2 separate regions of the Mus musculus genome follow, and region 1 is linked to region 2. A link is a contact called in public HiChIP or PLAC-seq data. All regions are on one chromosome and are shown on one strand. The core of a region is the stretch at or near the end of the contact, and the rest is flanking DNA. Distances in the headings are between cores, read along the strand shown. Region 1 overlaps Gm41230 (predicted gene, 41230). Region 2 overlaps Pibf1 (progesterone immunomodulatory binding factor 1).

Region 1 (4,812 bases), core at 477-2,976, 350 kb before region 2:
ATGTGGGTTTGGTTTGCTGAGTGGCAATAGAACAAAGACAAACAAAAAAAGAACCAGAATAAATTCTAAAAAGAAAAAAAAGGAAGAAAGAAAAGAAAATATACTCTTAAAATATCAAAAATAACTGTCTGAAAAGGAAGATTGATAGAATGACTGAAAGGTAGAATGAATATAAGCCTCTTGTGGGGGCCACCAGGAAGAGCAACTGAAACAATGAATGTAAGTGATTTTGAAAACTGAAGCAAAGTTTGTACACTGAAGAGTCCACAGGGGCCAAGAGACAATGCAGACATATGAATCAGGGTCAGTATAACAATAAGGACTGTGGAGTTTAAAGCTGGCTTAATACTAATGGGAAGAAGATAAGCCACATCTGCTTAGGATCAATAGACCAACTCCCTAAGTCATAGGAAGCCATCTTCTCTCTCTGTCCTCACATGGCAAAGAGGCAAGAAAAACTTGAGGTCTTTATCAGGACATTGCTACCTTGCATGGAGGCTCAGCACTGCTGGCCTAGTTAGCTCCCAGAGGCTCAGCCGCCTCCCGCCTCGTCAGGGATAAAGTTTCCAAATGGAAACTTGGGATACGAGACACAAACCCTGGATTCTAGCATCTATTCTTTTCTTCTCCAAGACCATTCTTTATCTCCCATGTGACTTTTCTCTCAAATCCACGGTTGCATTCTTTACTTGTGGCAATAACTTCTGTATAAGAGTCAAGCTGTATTCAACTCAGTTATAGACTGAGTTTATCAGTGAACACCTCACCTATCAGCTGCTCACCAAGAATGAATGGGGGTACGGTGGCACATATCTGCAATCCTAGAGTGGCCGGTCCTTAGGTGCAGCGCAAGCCTTAGGTGGCAGAGACAAGAGCATCATGAGTTCTCTGTGTAGACAGCCTGGGCTACATAGATGGACTCTGGTCTTTGGGGGATGTGGAGACAGGCAGCACTTTGGCCAAGCAGTCAATGAACACTGACCAGAAGTGCAGGACTTATTGCTACAAAGCAAAACACGGTATGAACCGGAAGTGTCCCAATTCTCACCCATTCCCCCTCCAACCTCTTAACCCATGCACTTGGGAATCACAGGATAAAGGTGGATCAGAGCAAAATAGAGAGTTTTCTGCCAACAGACTATGGAGACCATATTGGTATTCCAAACCAATAGATAAGTTTAACTATTTGGGAAGTTTCCCCTAATATTAGCCTGAGTCCATCCTTTGGTCTGCCTTCCTTCCTTTCTTTCTCTCTCTCTCTCTCTCTCTCTCTCTCTCTCTCTCTCTCTCTCTCTCTCTCTCTCTCTCTCTCTCTCTCTCTCTCTCTCTCTTTCTCTCTCTCTCCCTCCCTCTCTCTCTCTCACTTTCTTTCTTTCTTTCTTTCTTTCTTTCTTTCTTTCTTTTTCTTTCTGGTTTTTCGAGACAGGGTTTCTCTGTGTAGCCCTGGCTCTCCTGGAACTCATTCTATAGACCAAGCTGGCCTCAGACTCAGAAATCTGCCTGCCTCTGCCTCTCAAGTGCTGGGATTAAAGGCATGTGCCACCACTGCCCGGCTTCTTTGGTCATTCTTTTGGGATTTGGACATACCGTATATTCTATAAATACAACTAAGTAACTCTTGGAGCCACCAGTGACACTCAGATTGCCTTGCTTGGCCACACACTTTATAAGATAAATAAGTACACCGGGTGGCTTAGTCATGGACCACACTCTCTACCCTAGCCTGGGCTCCTCTGCTCTGAGCGCTATGTTGCCTCTGATTCATGAGCTCCTGCTGTGTCTTGGCTTCTGTGGACTTTTCCATTTGCAATCTCAGCTTCAGACTTTTCAAACTTCAGAGCCCTTTCACTCACACACACACACACACATATACACACACATACCACGTCTCAGTGGACCCCACCAGAGAGTAATATAAGCTATTATCACTCTCCTTTCAGACCAGGAAGTGTGGGTTTAGAGGGGTTAAAGCGTTCTCTGAAAGTTACCACATAATTAGAACATGGTGGGTCCAGAATCAATTATCGTTTTTACCATAAAACATGGCCTTTCTTTTAAAAATGCAGAATAAATGTATCCCAAACACCTCTCTCTCCAGTGCTTTCTGTCTTCATACACAGTTTTCAGAATATTAAAAGGCATAATACAGGGTGGAGTAATTGTAAGAGAGAAAGAACATTGTTATGATTGTTGGCTTAATGTCTTCGATGAAGCCAAATCACACACTGTGGATAATTTGTGGCAATGTCCTAGGCAAACACATTATGCGAACTATAAAAATGATGTATTGATATCTTAATTACTCAGGCATGTGTTCTCTGTGGACAGATTCCCAGTCCTAGCCAGCTACCTTCGCTTATCTTTAATTGTAAAGTGCAGTTGTCTCCACTTAGAGAAAGGCAGAAACAGAAGAGAAGACAGAGGCAGGGATCCCAAAGTCAATGAAAAGCCCCTGGAAACACTGAAGAATTGGTTTGTCACTGAGAGGCCACCCTGAGTACTTCAGCTTCGTGGACGCAGGATCACATCAAATGGCTGTTATCCTCACTCACTGACAACAAAACTGGTCCTTTTGTGGGTGATGACTTAACTTTTAAAATCAAAGCTCATTCAACAGCCTGTAAAATTTTCTTTTTAATGAAATATGAGTACTTTGAAAAGCTATGCTCCAAAACATTGGCATACCAAGGTCAGGTGCGGGGAACCCTTTGAATATATGTACCCGAAAGATGTGAGTCATTTGTCGCTGCTTAGAAAGACTGGTCCCCACACATAACACAAGCCAAACTAGCTTTATATTCCTCTAGATATTGCAACCCCTGGTTACTTACTCCAAAGTTAGACCACACCAGCCAATGGCCCCTCTCACCTTGTAAAGGATGGGTAATGCCTTGACTCTAGATGCCATGCGCAGCACCTCCTATTCGAGTTATCAGTGGAAATTCAGACATTTTAGACCATAAAGTGATAGGAATTTAGTCTTCAGACCAGTGTTTACGTGTCACCCCAAGCAAGGTTCATGGGGAAAAGTGAGATACTATAATCTGTTGAATTTAAAAAATGTATAAATTGGGGATAGAGTCATTGCTTGGAGATTAAGACCGTGCACTGCTCTTAAGGAGGATTGAGTTTGATTCCCAGATCCCACATGATGCCTCACAACCATTTGTAACTCCACCCGATGTCTCTTCTGGTTTCTACGGGCTCCTGTAATGATTGGTACTCATGAACTCGTGCAGTCATGCACGCATGCGTGCGCGTGTACACACACACACACACACACACACACGAAAATAAATAAATAAAACTCTTAAAATATAAAAATATTTAAAATTGAAGGATAGAAAATACTTGGCCTTGAGGGGCTTTTACAGTGCCATTTTTAAAATATATTTTTTTTCGGAGTTTTATTTTAAGTGCTTGAGTGTTTGTTTGCATGTTTAGCTGTGCACCACAAGTGTGCGATGCCCACAGAAGCCAGAAGAGGGTATCAGAACCCTTAGGACTATAGTTATAAATGGCTGTGAGCCTCCTGGCATTTGGGAGCTGGGAGCTGAATCTGTGTCCTCTGGAAAAGCAGCCAGTGCTCTTAACCACTGAGTCATCTCTCAGTCCCCTACAATGCCATTTTGATGAAAGAGATGATGCGTCATAAAAACATACTGGGTAAAATACAAACAAAAAATGCATTTTTATTTAGAAAAATCTGCAAACTCTCCTGGAAAGTCAAGCATATGAATATCTCTTTCTTAATGGGTTATAATTCACTGCTAAGTCACTTAGGGTCAAACTTTTCCTATTTCCATAACAAATATGTAGAAAGGGAAAAGGGACAAAGAGACAGAGAGACAGACATCGGACTTTGACCACGTAGTCAGTTTCGATATAGTACCAAGACATGGGGGGTAAGCTTTTAAAAAGTAGAGCAGTCACACTTTGAATCAGCACTGTAAATAAATAACAATGCATCCAAATTTCTAACCACCAAATGATCCTATTTAAACATGCTAGACCAGCAAGATAGCACAGTGGATAAGGGTGACTAAGGCTCACAATCTGACTTTAATCCTTGGGTCCCACATGGTGGAAAGAGGAACCAAGTTTCTGGAAGACGTCCTTGGACCTGTACATACACGTGTGCCCACACATACACATGCATGCATAAAACAGATCAAAATATAAATGAAAATAAACATCTCTGTAATCAAAGTTGTATATAAAAGCTGTATTTAAACATGGTATCACTTATTGTGTTTTTGGGGGTAGGGAGGTGTGTGTGTGTGTGTGTGTGTGTGTGTCTGTGCATGTATGTATGTGTATAGCTTTTGTATGTGGAGAGCAGTGATCTCCCATTCTCATACATATAAAAGCTAGAGGTCTCTTTTCTTCTGTATCTTTGAGGTAGGATCTCTCACTGAACCTGCAGCTCACAGGCTAGCCTGTCTAGCTGGCCACTTGCCTCTGGGATCCTTGCTCCTGCTCTGGGTTGGGTTACAGACATGTGTCACCACACCCACTTTTTTATTTGGATGATGGGGATCCAAATTCAGGTCTTTGTGCTTGAGCAGTAAGCAGTTTACCCACAGTTCCTCTCCAGCCCCTGAATTTCTCTTTGAAAAAAAAAACATTTATTAAAATGTGATTAATTAAACAACATGTAAAACAGACTAATAACTGAACAGAGCTTTGACTTTCCTGATTAAAATCCTTACACTTAATGAAGAGGAAAAATTGGTGTCTGAAACCTTGCATCTATGTTCCCTGAATGAACAATCTATCATCAGCCCACATCAGAAAGTTCAGCTCTCACGG
Region 2 (5,188 bases), core at 1,617-4,116:
CAAACAGGCAATCAGCCGAGCGCTTATGCATTACAACCAGAACCTGAACACTCATTGCAGCTCGAATGTTCTCTTCCTATAGTAAAACCAAAGTAGTAGACTCCATTGGAACATTAGAATATAACTTAACAAAGGTTAAACAACTATCCAACAAAAAATGATAAATGTCTCCGAAAAATCTGATTCTACTTTAGTTAACGGAGCTTCTCTAAAACCAAATGATAATCCTCAGCATCAATTTATCTTCATGGTGTTTAACTAGGGAAAGAATTTGCCTTCAGTCATTATGTCCTTAAAATAGTCTTGATGCCTTTAATTTGCTAAGTGGAACTGGGAAGCGCTACATCAGCACAGCAGCTACACAAGCCGGTCTAACTGAGGGGCGGGGCGGATGAGGCCAGAGCTCAGCCTGCAGTTTCAGGGAACGCCCACTTAACCTGTTCTGCTCACGCAACCTGCTGCATTCTTCTCTGTCGACTCAGACCTCTCATCTCGTCCTCTTAATCTGTACACTTACTTGAACCAAGCCGGTACTGTCCACATCTCAACACCTTTGTGTTTGCTGTTCTACTTCAGCAAAGCAACCTGAAGAGATCAAGTCTACTCTGCAGTGGAATCAGAATGCTTACCTGTCCTCACAGCAGTGGAATCAGAATGCTTACCTGTCCTCACAGCAGTGGAATCAGAATGCCTACCTGTCCTCACAGCAGTGGAATCAGAATGCCTACCTGTCCTCACAGCAGTGGAATCAGAATGCTTACCTGTCCTCACAGCAGTGGAATCAGAATGCTTACCTGTCCTCACAGCTATCTGGGCCTGGAACCTGGCTGCATTTGTCCTTATGATATACTTATAATCAGCTCTTTAGTTTTCATAAGCGCCACCTATCCATTACACACTACTTTAAAACAATAACAAAAAGTCAAAGAAAGGCTGTTTAACAGAAATGTAAGAGCTAGAAGAACAAAGGGAAAGAGAAGCGAAAATACAGTATTATGCAGAAGGTTGCCAGGAAGTTAAACGGCAGGAATCTTGATCTTAAGTTGGGCCTATGGGGAGAGCCCAGACAATAGTGTTTGCCCTGCAAAGCATGACGACCCAAGTGCCATCCCTAGAACCCATGTAACAGAGCAGGGTGGGGTGGCCTATGCTGGAAATCCCAGCACTGGAGAGGCCAACAAAGGCAGATCTTTGAGGCTCCCTGGTCAGGCAACCTAGCACGCTAGCTAAAAAACCGTGTGTCAACGGAACAGAACAAACCCCATAGATAGCACCAGAAGAACAACTCTTGAATTTGTCCCTTAACCTCTTTTACCTGCCTACAATTGTGCACACAGCATACCCAGCACAAATTAAGAAAAGGAAAAAAAATCTTGCAATAAGGTCATAATTCCTAGGAACATTTACTGAGACCTTTCCCTGTTTTGCTTTACCTTTCACCTCTCCAGCTCTTTGAGAGAGGAGCTTTTCTAGGTTTGGCTGGCCCTGGAACTCACCGTGTAGGAAAACGGGATCCTCCTCTTCTGTCTCCCTAGTGCTGAGATTACACAGGGCCACTGTACCAGGAAGCATGGGCTTTGTCGTCTACCTCCCAACCTTCCCTTCCGTACGGAATGGAAGTGAATACTGACTTGAGGACCCTGCTAATGAACCTCGTTCTCCCTATTATGAATCTTTTATTTAATCTCAGTTTTTCAAACAAATGACAAATAGCAGAAATAACTGGTTTTTAAACGTTGTCTACAAAATATTCATGGCTTATACTACATTAAAACTGGACATGGATTTGAAGCACAATGACCTAATCTCATTTTGTAGACAAGCAGTATACAACAAAGTACCCAAAATATATTTTATTCAGTGGTAATAGTCATGCAATCACCAGAACCAGGAAATGACCACACAGTAGGACCTTTCCCAGCTGGTCTTGTTTGGAAGCAGGCCATAAGATAGCTGAGATAGAGCATCTGTCTGTACACAGCAGGACAACTGAGTATAAAGAAAGGGCTGGAGCGAGCTACTGAGCCCAGGCAGGCTGGCAAAGCTAAGCACAGTGGCAGCATGAGGCAGGCAGTCTCAGGGCAGAGGGTGGCCTTCCAGGGCTTCATGGATGGGCCAGCAGAAAGAATCCTGTGCCTCACAGTCTTGGCGAGGGCTGGGAAATCCTGACTAGGGATTTTAGTTCTAATGCTACAAGCAATTGGGGTCAAAGCCTTCTGAAAACCATTCTGTTCTTGAAGGCTGTGCTTCAACATGCCAGTGTCCCTGGGTCTCCAGCCTTCAGTGGATTTACTGTAGGAAATGGGCTGATGAGGGCAGATGCTAACCTGTCTAATACAATGAGAGTCAGCTCTCATTCACAGGATGACTGCTGCTTGTATTTCCATTATTGGCCTTCTTCACAGCACAAGCAATTTACCAAATTTCTCTTGAACTCTGTAAGTAACTAAATCAATTCTTAGGATAAAAACTTGAAACATTACAGACATCTTTACCACTACTTTCAAATCCATTTCTCCTTGTAGAAACCATCAGTTACCAGCTTTCTTTGTAACTTTCTAACCACTCCCTCCTCCCCAAACATGCATGTGTCACGTATAGGACGGACTCCAGTCTCCTTTGTTAAACAGATGGCATCATACTGCATTACTCTTCTTTATCTACAACCCCCTTTCCAGTTTATGTGCCTTGGACTACTTTATGTCTGAAGCTCATTCCTTTTACATTAGTTTACAATGTGAATACAGTCATGATTCATTTCATCTCATTTGCTAATTCTAAGCTGAGAAACATTTACAGAGTGCTGTTGACAGACATGCTGTGGATGTTTGCACTGCTCCAGAGAACACTGCAGTAACTGCCTGCTAAGCACAAGTCAATGCTCCAATCCTCAAGTAGCTCTGCCGGGTCACAGAGATGTTGGTACACTAGCTGGGTGTGGTGGCACACACCTTTAATCCTAGCACTTAGAAGGCAGAATAGGCATATCTCTGAGTCAAGGCCAGCCTTGCCTACACAGTTCCAGGACATACAGGGCGACATGGAGAAACCCTGTCTCAAAAAGAAACAAACAACGCCCCCCAAACAAACAAAAGAACCCTTTGGTATACTGTACAACTTAACTTAATAGCTATATCAACTTAAAATGCTACTAGAAGCATATAAATTATAGCTTCCCCATATCTTCACAAATATTTTCATATAAAATGTACCTATAAAATACTTGCTATGTATATTTTATGAATTAAACCTTCAAATAGTGCCTGCCAGCTTTCCCTTTGATGTAAATTACAAAAGTATTTTTATGTGTTGAAGACATCTACTTAGTAGTGGAGGACTTGCCTAGTGTTCACTCAGTCCTCAGGAAAACACACGCAGGCATGCATATATGCATGCATGCACACCCCGCACAGCAAAACAAAACCTTCCACAGTGAGTCCTTTTCCCAGTGGTATTTTCATCTGTGTTATGATTTTCGCCTGTATTAGAAGAAGATCCTCTACATCAGACCTTTAGCCCCCCACCCCCCATTTCTCGCCTAGTTCCCTCTTACCAAACAGCCCTGGTTTATTTGCCTAAAATGATGAGCTTCCTTCTGAATCATCTCAACATTCCCCAAACCAAAATACATGTCTTAAGAAACCAGGCTGCTCCATGGACCCCACCAAGCAGCGTCGGCACAGATTAAAGCTTGTGAGCCACTAATGCTCTAACTTTAGTAGAGAATATCCTCATTTGTTTCCTCATGCTCTGAGATACTTCTTTTCAAAGGAGAAGACCGATTCATATCTTCACACACAGTAAGATACTAGGCGTGGAGGTCACTATCCTCACAACAACTTAAGTTATGAGAAAGAGGAACATATCCTAAAATATAATAGGATTGTAAAAGGATATCTTGGTAAAGGAGGGCAGAAGGAAAATTTACCTCATACGGCTTGATTTAGAGGTAATTTTATAAAAAGCAACTCAATTTTTGATAAGGCAAATTTTAAAAATAGATATTAAGTATTTTTATTTAAATGATCTGTTTTGACTTTATATATAGCCAGCCCTGGTGGTATACACCTATAATCACAGCATTTGGCAGGTAGAGGCAGGGAGGTCAGGAGTTTAGGGTTATCCTTAGTTACATAGTGAGTTCAAGGCTAGCCTGAGGTATTTGAAATACTGTCTCAAAAAACTCAAACTAAGACTAAAAAATAATTACTGTTTATAGGGATTCACTTCATGCTGATGTTAAAATAGAAAACACTATGTGATATTGTACTTTCCTCTAAACCTACCTAGAAAGCAGGTCAAGCATTTTATTGAGAATTGCAGGAGCAATGACAGGAGCTTAAGCACAAACACAAAGCTCTGGTCACATAGGTCTTCCCTGCTGCACTATGGAATTTTCCAACTGAAAAGCAATCAGGTAAGAAAAACTCCCGTCAACGTGGCAACAATGACTGCTACAGGGTACAAGAAAAGCATTTGAAAGGCGGTTGCATATTTGTGCAAATGTTTCTGTCATTTACATTTCTTCAACCAGTTAGCTTCCCAGCTGTAATACTACATCTGTCATTTTTGGCTTACAAACTAATTCTTAAATGAATGTGAGAGATGGTTTTTGCCGAGTTAAAAAACGCTGAGTATGTTTAACAACTGTACCATGGACTTATGAGAATTTCAAGCACGCATTTAGAGTAATTCGATGCATCTATCATATCATGATCAAATAAAATTGTAAGGGCATTAATAAAATAAACACTATGTAGTAATATTGGTAATAACTTAGTAAAGTTGAGGCAAAGAAAAAGAGGTTTTCCGGGTATGTGAAGATAAAAGTACTTAACTGAAAGAAATACAAGAAAGGAATGCTGTTTTAAAATAAACCAGAGCATGAAGGACAAAACTTTTAAGGTAAAACATTTATAACAGTATTTGAATGGTGTGCTGCTGTCTAGTCTGTCTTTTTGGGAAACATGACAACACTGACCATTTCAGCCTGAACGCTCCTTTGAGCCAAGAGCATTTACTGTATCTGTGCCTCACACTCAGCTACATCCCACAGTCCTTTCACTGTGTGTTTAGACCGGGCTACACCAACAGAGGGACTGATCTAAAACCACCACTAGACTTGCTGGTATCCCAGCTGCCCCAGGTACTCAGGAGGCAGGAGGACTACAGGTCTGAAGTCAGCATG

Evidence for each region. HiChIP or PLAC-seq counts read pairs in DNA pulled down with a chosen protein or histone mark.
Region 1: a contact with region 2 is called in a FOXA1 HiChIP or PLAC-seq map of pancreatic cancer cells. The contact joins two enhancer-like sites. A contact is called at or near these places in 1 of 484 Hi-C or Micro-C datasets (cerebral cortex) and 4 of 115 datasets of contacts at active chromatin or transcription factors (embryonic stem cells and pancreatic cancer cells).

What each region holds. Positions count from the first base shown.
Region 1 is chr14:99,526,050-99,530,861 of GRCm38.p6, reverse strand. All of the region lies in intron 1 of Gm41230 (predicted gene, 41230), which reads right to left. Among named protein-coding and RNA genes, the nearest start is that of Gm41230, 6.6 kb to the right of the region's middle. Within about 2 kb of position 1,726, at least 8 of the 459 cell types and tissues checked have an H3K27ac peak or open chromatin away from gene starts, as enhancers often do. A contact at or near this core is called in pancreatic cancer cells, where this site is marked.
Region 2 is chr14:99,172,014-99,177,201 of GRCm38.p6, reverse strand. The region is part of intron 10 of Pibf1 (progesterone immunomodulatory binding factor 1); the gene reads right to left. Among named protein-coding and RNA genes, the nearest start is that of Dis3, 75 kb to the right of the region's middle. Within about 2 kb of position 2,866, at least 32 of the 459 cell types and tissues checked have an H3K27ac peak or open chromatin away from gene starts, as enhancers often do. A contact at or near this core is called in pancreatic cancer cells, where this site is marked.